2 separate regions of the Gossypium hirsutum genome follow, and region 1 is linked to region 2. Evidence: chromatin contacts called from public Hi-C data. All regions are on one chromosome and are shown on one strand. Each heading gives the region's core, a stretch centred on a gene start, on an enhancer-like site or on the middle of the called end of the contact. The rest is flanking DNA. Distances are from core to core; before and after follow the strand shown. Region 1 has its middle 22 kb from the start of LOC121226513. Region 2 holds the start of LOC107952055 (vacuolar-sorting receptor 1).

Region 1 (4,695 bases), core at 1,760-4,259, 360 kb before region 2:
ATTGAGACTTCCATAACTCATTTCGTCCAGAGACTTGTTAGGAAAATGGTTATTACTGCCACATAATGATGGAAAGGAAGTATCCTGTAACCATGGATCATGATCACTCAGGCCGGTTACAGGACTGAATGTTCCACCATTCTGGCCATTACCAAGAAAAACCATCTGAGGAGATTGTTTTCCAGCAAGTATAGGGTCCTCTTTTGTGAACAATGATGCCATAGTTTTCTGAGAAGAAGGGTGCAAAAAGTCATCCTTGTTTGATCTATTATGTTCCAGGGGTAGCAGCCAGCTTGCTGGATCACCCATCAAGCCCAGACCATCCTGACCAAGGGGAGAACTGCTCCACATCTGCCATGTCCTTTTCTCATTTGCATTAGTATCATCCACAGGAGAAGTTTGAAGATCTTGGGCCTTTGGGGTAGCAGAACGTGATCTTGACAAAGGAGATTCAATAGGTGAGGGCTTGTTAATTTCAGAAGAAGCAGATATATTCTTCAAACCACGAGGCCTTTCCATTCCCACATCCGTCCCAAACCCAGCACCCAAGTCCAACTGAAAATTATCAAGCGACTCAGAAACAGGCCCAAGCAAGGATACAGGATCAGGAACATAACAGGGGTCTTCAAAAAGCTCTGGTTCTTCTGGTATAATTTCACTTAGCCCTTCAGCAGCACGAGGGAAAATGGGTTCAATAGCTGGTGAGAAACCTAAACTACTGCTAGGGACTCCATTTGTGTACATAGATATAAATGGTGATGGTAGTCCAAAATTGATAGGATTATCAAATGTTTGTATTGTTGAATGACTAGGAAATTGTGAGCCCTGAGCTGCTGGTTTATTCTTCGAAGTCGGTCTACTAATAACATTTGCATTTGAGACGGGAGGAAGAGAAGGGGAACGAGTAAATAACTGTTGCCAAGACTTTTTGGGTGCTGCCCACAGTTGGGGTTCTGAAAGCATCTGCATTGAACAACTCAATATTTTAGCATTGTTTATTTCTACATAAAGTTCTATAATGTGTACCAAAGGCCACATAATCTTCGAGAAAACATCAGATTCTACATAAATAAAACATGCTGATTCCAGGGAAAATATGAGATATGCCCAACCAAACCAACAAGCCATGACACCAATAACTTCGGGGCTCGCATTTAGAACCAATACATGAAACTATGTGCTGGACCACACATGGGAAAAAATGACAACAATAATATGATGTTTTCATTTGAAAACAATATCAGAGAAGGAACAGGAATTAGAGTTTTACATTTATTTAATTTCTTTAGAGTTTTAGTTTTACTTATTATATTAGGTTTTTTATTTCCTTATAAACTTTAAATTAGGAATTATATTAGGACTTTCCCTTTGTAATTAACAGCCTATAAAAAGGCTGACAACATGAAATAAAGTAAGCAGTTTATTTTTATCACAAAAGTTAGTCTGGGAAGAGGGTTCAGTCAAGGACGAATCTGCCTTTTGAGTAACCATAGGTCGAAGCAAGAATTCTTTCTCGTCTAGACCTGTGACTAGATCCTACGCCAAGGCACATAACATAATACAATTATATTACTAACAAGGAAAGCTTGAAAATTTCATTTACCACTGGAATCAGCTGGCTGATGGTTGCTCTTAATACAGCCATAGTAGTACTCTACTTTGCATTTGGGATCATTTCAAAATAAATTGCCCGTATTTTCATTATCATACACAGAAAGGTAAGAATTGAACTAATTTACTAAATAATGAACTCAAATAACAGGGCCAAATAACTTACAGAGTGGTTGTTTTTAGCATTCTTATCATCTCCATCCATACTCAACTTCCCAGCTACTCGTTCAGATGGACAGAAATCCCTCCTATCGGCTGAAGTATGGGCATGGTCTACAGGATTATTAGTTTTTTTTTCTTTTGCAATAGCAGGAATATTAGTATTCTTTCCAAAGAAACTACTTCCTGTAAAAGCTTTAGAGGATGACAAAAATGTACCCCTCATACGGTCAAGGTATCTAGTTCCACCATTTCCCCGGCTAAAATTAATTGCAGGAGTACTTTTAATTACATGTCCTGTTTCTAGAGCATTGCCCTTGAGATTATCAGACCCAGACCTCAGATGTTCCCAGAAATCAATCTCACACTTCTTATCAAAGTCATGCTTCAGTTCAGTTTCCTTAACAGCTCTCTTTTCAAGCTCTTCTGCATCAGTGTGGCTCTTACTAAATGCTTTATCTTTCTCTTTATTTCTCTCTTTAGACTTATTTTCAGCTTCCCTTTTTATCTCTTTCTCCTTTGCAGATGGTGATAATTTGCTGCGATCTCTTTCAGCCTCCAGTTTTTCATCCCTCAGTCTCCTCCTTTCTTCCACCAATCTTGCAACCTCCTCTCTTTGCTTTCTCTCTTCTTGCTCCAAAAGCTCTTTTTCTAACCTAGCTTGTCTCTTTTCTTCAGCTTTTCTGCGTGCTTTTTCTCCTCTGCTCTCATGAAAGCTTGTCCCACTCTCACCCCTCTTAGTCAACATGCCCCTGTGGTCTGCATCAGATGAAGCATCATAATTCGATGAACTAACCCCAAAAATCCTTCTCAAAAGCCACCTAATGCTCAAGAAGGACGTTAACAGTCTGCATGCAAAAATAACAATTCCTGAATAAGATTTCTTCGCCAAACAATCTTCAACTCCTCCAAAGTCACCAGTGCCATTCTTCCACCAATAGCTAGGCTTCCCTCCAACAGACCCAGAGACCCAGTTGCCATTCTCTAACCAATCCTGCCCACACATCCACCCATTCTCCGACCATCCTTTTCCATTCAAGAGTTTACCACTTTTTCCAACAAGATCCTTAATGATCCCAGAATTTGAAATACCCAGACCAGGTGGACCTGGCAGGTCCAAAACAGGTCTCTTTGAAATATGGCCACAATAAGAGCACATAAACCGACCACCACCAGGTTTCTGATCCCTATATGGAGTCAGGCAGTTCCGGCACCTTCGTGTCGCAGTTTTGCGAAGCTTCTGCAATTCTATAGCCTCAAACCTCTTCCTCTCCCTAAGGCGTGCATTCCTTCTAACCCTCCAAGCAGATAGCCGGGGAATTAAAATCTCATACCAAAACAGAGTTGCCAAAAGCACAAAAACGCAAGCCAGCCTTGGGGACGTGATCTCAAATCGAAAATCAGGTGGCAATAGCTGAGAAAGAGCCCATAAACCTATGAGAGGTATAACTAACCAAGGCAGCATCGTAGCAACCCGGCGAGACCACTTCTGAATCACACACAGTATACACATTATCCTCTAACCCAAACCTATCGTTCCCGTTTTGCAAATCAATGGCTAAAAACCCTAAAATCAACCCCCCCCAATCTGGCTACCTCCTCCAAAAAGAAAAGGTTCCAACATTAAAAAACCAACCCAGGAAATCCCGTTCCAAATCGAAATATATATATGTCAAAGCAGCAATTCTTCAAGAACCCTAAGCAGCATTTACAATCGCGAATTCTTCAAAACTAGATATGAAAAAGAAAAAGAAAAAGAAAATAACTAACGTCCAATTAATATTTAAATTTTAAATACATAGATGAATACATTCAATTAAAGCCCTAGAAATGGATGTATTCGGTTTTTTCTTTTTTTTTTCTCTCTTATGTTATTTTCCCGAAAGGTTTCTTTCTAAATGCTCAGAGGCAAGCGTGAGGGATTCGCGGAACTTACAGACTCAGAGTCCATTTCGGAGCCGAATCGGGTTGGAGCGGTATGTGAAAATAGATAAGAGAGATATGTAGAAGAAAATAAGGGAACCGTATTACTGCAAACGATAATTAATTTTTAATATGCAACCTCTCTTAACCGGTTTTCTTGGGCCGCCTCTTTCTTAGACCGCTTCGTTGAAATGGCCATCTAATTTAATAAGATAAAAATCAACTGTTAGATAATTTGATAATAGAGTAAAAACTCAGATAAATATCCTCTCTGCCTTCGAAATTGTTGAAAGTTCTAGGGTACGTTTTTAAAACAAAATATTTGTTAAGGGTACTTTAATAAGTTTTTAAATTATATTATTATGTTGTGTTTTGTGTTTAATATTCTACACAGTGTTTTGAGGAAAAGGGATTTTAATGAAATGAATAGTTTTGATTACGCTGTGTTTTGTTTCAGTTGTAATTGCCTTTGCTTTCTTTCCATGTGGCAATCATTCTTTTTTGTTATAATCGACGGATAAGGGAAAGAAGGAAGGCATGTTTTTTGCTATTGAGTAAATAAATGAAAATTTTATTTTCTTTCTCTGCTCTTTCTTTATGTTTTTTGTTCTCTTGGTTTTCTTGGAAACAATCTCCTAACAAAGGTATCAGAGCAAGCCAATTCTCATGGTCGGGGATGGAATTTTCACTTGTCTACAAAAGGAGGTTACTCATCTATAGTAAGAAGTCACTGAGCTTCAATCCGAACTCTCTCAACTGGATAGTCATATTGGAGACAAATTGGATAGTCATATTAGGGATAGGTTCAAAAAACTAAAGGAGGATTTTCGGGGTAAGTTGAAGGTTGAGCTTCAAGGTCAACTTCATGGTATATTTAAGCAATATTTGGGAAAACTTTTACTGTCTGACAAGGGGAAAGGAGTGTTGAGCGGGCCTCCACCAAGATTTCCTCTTAAGGATTCCCTGTTCCCATTCCAAAAGTCCGATGTTGTCAAGGTCAAT
Region 2 (4,685 bases), core at 793-3,292:
GACTCTGATACCAAATGATAGGGATTGAAGGCGGAAGCGGATCGAATTCAAGTTGTTTAACTCAAGGAAGAAAGATTTGGATCTCGTAATTGGGCCTTGAGGGAAACTAAGCCGCTATCTATTATCAACTTTGAATTGGACCGAGCTGCTTGTATAACTTTGAAAGACTTTGAGCTTCCAAACTTCGAAAAAAAAGCTTTGGTTTCTGAAAATACATTTGATAATTATTTTGAGCACTTGAACTTTGATCACTCGTTCCCTTATGATATAGGTATCGATTTGAGGACAAATTGCTTTGAAGAGGAAGGGAGTGATGTGATCTTGGGTCCCTTAATTGGGCTCGAACCGAAGCCGCCAATTGAGTTTTAAAAAGTGATTAAACCTAAGAAGCCTATAACTCTTAAGGCCCAAATCTGGACATCTTAAATAATTTATTTATTTCTATAGCTTTTTATTTATTTATGTTTTATTATTACAACGTTTTTAATATGTCTTCATTATTACATGTTTAATGAGTGTTTAAATTGTGTCTTTGTTATTACACCTTTTAAATGTGTCTTAAGCATGTTTAATATGTCTTAAAGTGTGTTAAATTCTTTCCAAGTTTATTATAGCTTTATTATTGCATTTAGAGTGTCTAATGTTTGTTTAATATGTCCCAGTAGAAGACTAATGGCTGGATTAATTAAATTTTAGAGGAGCTGCATATTTTTGCTATGGGGTTGTTCGGATTTACAAAAGCATCCATTTTGTTCACACTTAAATGGTTGATCGTATGGGCATTGAAAGTGACCTTTGGGTCAACACAAAGTGATTTATTGCACTATTTAAGATGGGAATTGAATGAAGCCATGGAGAAACCTTCTAGAAGGTGACTATTGGACATTTTCATGCTCTATTAAAGGTCACTGTCCATCATAATGGCTGATTGTGACTATTTGAGCTTATTTAATCCTTAAGCACGCATGGACGAATTTATGAAGCTAATATTGGTTGTTGAAGAAAATATATTAATCCATTTTAATTGTTCATGTACTTCATTTATGGCTGAACATGGCCATTCATCTACTAAGTGTCCAATATATTTTGTTTAAGTCATTGTTGTAGGTCAAGACTTTGTATTATATAAACATATTTGAGTTAATCTCTTTGTTCTTTAAGAATTTTTTGAACTTATCAAGAACTCATTCTTGTGGCGCTTTCAAACCGATCTTATCACTTTGTTAACCATCCCAAAATATAGCGATTATCCTTATACCTTTGGTTCTTATCTCAATGTAGATAGGGGGTTAAGGTTCCATCCATTCCTAAACTTTTCGATTTTAAACAATTTTATAAAATTCGGGTCGTATTGATATATATTATTGGTTCATTTCTGGTTCATTTATATTTGAGAGTTACATAAAAAATTATCATTACTTTACTTTTTCTTTCAATTTCATTCAAATTTAGTGCAAATACTTATGTAGACAATCGGGTATATAAATCCTGAATTAATTCGTAATTGAGTTCACATCAAATATATAACTAAATTAAATATAAATTTAAAATATATAATTAAATATACAATTTTTATGAAAGAATTTAATTGAATTTATGTGGGCTTGCATCCCTATCGAGCGAAACTCATCTCAGTCAGCGGGATTTACAAAATGAAGCAATTTAAGGAGGAAAATAGAAGGCAACACACGTGCAAAAACATATTTATGAATTATATTCTATTTTGCAGTTAAAGATTTTGGTTTATTAAAATGGAGGAAATCCACAGTGACTAGTCATATTCTTATTGAACAAAATGATGGTTAAAGAAAACCTTGATAATTGTTTATTGGGTGGGGTGGGGATAGATGAAATCTATCAGTTTAGCCCTGGAGTAAGCCAATTTTCAAATTTCAAGAAAGGAATGAATAGTGTAAAAATAAGTAAATAAGATCTATTATTAGGCTCATCTTAAAAATCCAAGCCCTTCATCAAATATTCAAATCTTTTTTATTTTTATCAGATCATCACGCAATTCAAATCGTAAATTATTTATGTTGGTAAACTAAGATAAATTGATATAATATAGCCAAAAGCCCAATCTATTTCTCAAACCTTGGATTTATCGCATCAGATTCTAAACTTCGATAAATCTTACAAACTTGTTCTTACGGACTCTTTGTTTTGTATTTTTGTTTGGTATACAAATGCAAAAGGAGAAATAGAAAAGAAAAATTCACCTAAAAAAAGGGTAACTTTTATGCTAAGTAATAGATTCAAAGGTTCTTCATCTTGGGTTACTATCACAAAAGTTTCTTATTTTTGCGTGGAGAAAAGATGAGAGAAAAGTTTGGGGTTTTAATCTGCGTATGGATTATGTTATTGGGGAATTGTTTGGGGAGGTTCGTAGTGGAGGAGAACAGCTTGAAAGTGACATCACCTGGGTCAATCAAAGGAGTTTACGAATGCGCGATTGGGAATTTTGGGGTCCCTCAATATGGTGGAACCTTGGTTGGTACGGTTGTTTATCCTAAGGCAAACCAAGGGGCATGCAAGATCTTTGATGAGTTTGACATCTCCTTCAAATCAAAGCCTGATGGACTCCCTACTTTTCTCCTTGTTAATCGTGGAGGTCTGCCAGTTTTTCCTTGTAAATTTTATCATTGATGATCCAATTTTGGAAATTATGATGGGTTATCATTACGTTCTATCTTTGTAAATGTGACACGTGATAATCTGAGTTTTGCATACTTAAATATGTTAGTAGTTGATAGTTGGCACTTGTTATATTTAGAATTGCCTACTGTATTGATTTAAACTTGTTGGCCTTATTTTCCCTTGGTTTCGGTTTTTGTCTTCTCAATTAGCTTTTTCTCTTCTGCCAGATTGTTTCTTCACCTTGAAGGCATGGAATGCTCAGAAAGCTGGAGCTGCTGCAATTCTTGTTGCTGACAACCAGGATGAGTCCTTGATTACCATGGATACCCCTGAAGAAAAGAATGCTAGTGCTGAGTACCTGCAGAACATCACCATTCCATCTGCCCTCATTAGCAAATCTCTGGGAGACAGTTTGAAGAACGGCATAACCTTTGGGGAAATGGTTAAAATCAGTCTGGACTGGACCGAATCTCTTCCGCATCCTGACGAGCGAGTTGAGTATGAGTTTTGGACAAATAGCAATGATGAGTGTGGACCAAAGTGTGACAGCCAGATGGAATTTGTCAAGAACTTCAAAGGAGCTGCTCAAGTACTCGAGCAGAAAGGGTACACACAGTTCATCCCACACTATATAACTTGGTATTGCCCTGAAGCTTTTCTTCTCAGCAAACAGTGCAAGTCACAGTGCATCAATCATGGGAGGTACTGTGCCCCAGATCCTGAGCAAGACTTCTGTAAAGGATATGATGGTAAAGATGTCGTGCTTCAAAATCTTCGCCAAGCTTGCTTTTTAAAAGTTGCTAATGAAAGTAGAAAGCCATGGCTTTGGTGGGATTATGTGACGGACTTTGCTCTCCGCTGCCCAATGAAAGAGAAGAAGTATACCAAAGACTGTGCAGATAAAGTTATCCAGTCTCTTGGTAGGTTAATGCTTTACACAATGTTTTTTTATTTTCTATGATTCAAAGAATGGGCTACACAATATTGATGCTTCTTTAATGTGTTAACAAGGTGCTAGTGTTATGTTTTGATTGATTTTATAGAGCATAAGAATACTGAAATGGTTTCCTTTTGTTTCAGATAAACAAGTAATTTCTTCTTCCTGTCTCATAGCATGTACATAATAAAATGTTTCCTTTTTACTCATCTTTTTATCTAGTATGCCAAAGTTAATGAAATTAGGTCATTGCTTTAACACTACTGAATTTATATGCATTTACATTTGCATCTACCTTATGTTTATTTATTACATATATTGTATAATTTGTGATTTTATTGGGATCTAGGAAAGCCAGAACACTGATATTTGCTGCTGGAAGTGTTGATTATTTAGTAATCTGTCAAGCATGGATAAAGCAAGGTTATATCTTTATATATCGCCAATGTACTTATGCTTAGTATATTTGTCCTCTATTCTCGGCTTTATAGGTGTTGATCTCACTAAAATAGACAAATGCATTGGGGACACTGAGGCTGATGAGGAGAACCCAGTTCTTAAAGCTGAACAAGATGCACAGGTTAAGCTATTCTAAACTTTTATAAAAAAGTTAGAAAAAAAATTCAGGGCCTCTCTTTGTCATATTTTATCATTGAGGTTTTCATTTTATGCTGTAATTCTGGTTTCGGATTGGCAAGGGCTCTCGTGGAGATGTAACTATACTGCCAACTCTTGTAATAAATAATAGACAGTATAGAGGTTTGAATCTGAGCTTACTGTCACTACCAGCACTCAGCATGAATTACATTCTGTGACGCAAAGCTTTTTTTGATGCGTTTAGGGAAGTTGGACAAAGGAGCTGTTCTCAAGGCAATTTGTGCTGGCTTTCAAGAGACCACAGAACCAACGATATGTCTAAGTAAAGGTTATTATTATTGCACTCAATTTACAACCATTTTCTTCTAGTGGTCCTCCTTCGAAACATTTAAATTATCTGGTTTTCACCATTTTATTGCGTAGTGTACATGCTATGCGCTCCTTTATTTACCAATGAACGAAATGAAAGAGTTAAGTCAGCATTGTTGGGTATTAAAATAGTTCCAGAAACTTT

What was found. A called contact is a pair of places that touch in the nucleus more often than the background predicts.
Region 1: a contact with region 2 is called in a Hi-C map of hypocotyl, with 4 times the contacts expected there. The contact joins the enhancer-like site here to the promoter of LOC107952055 in region 2. A contact is called at or near these places in 6 of 34 Hi-C or Micro-C datasets (callus, hypocotyl, leaf and 1 more).

Annotation. Positions count from the first base shown.
Region 1 is chrA03:36,249,590-36,254,284 of Gossypium_hirsutum_v2.1, reverse strand. It overlaps the pseudogene LOC107887043. Among protein-coding and RNA genes, the nearest start is that of LOC121226513, 22 kb to the left of the region's middle. Within about 2 kb of position 3,009, at least 5 of the 9 cell types and tissues checked have an H3K27ac peak or open chromatin away from gene starts, as enhancers often do.
Region 2 is chrA03:35,891,029-35,895,713 of Gossypium_hirsutum_v2.1, reverse strand. It overlaps LOC107952055 (vacuolar-sorting receptor 1), which reads left to right and starts at 2,042. Exons shown (of 12, transcript XM_041098167.1): 1 at 2,042-2,611; 2 at 2,865-3,557; 3 at 4,066-4,153; 4 at 4,263-4,333; 5 at 4,416-4,499. The coding sequence starts at 2,317.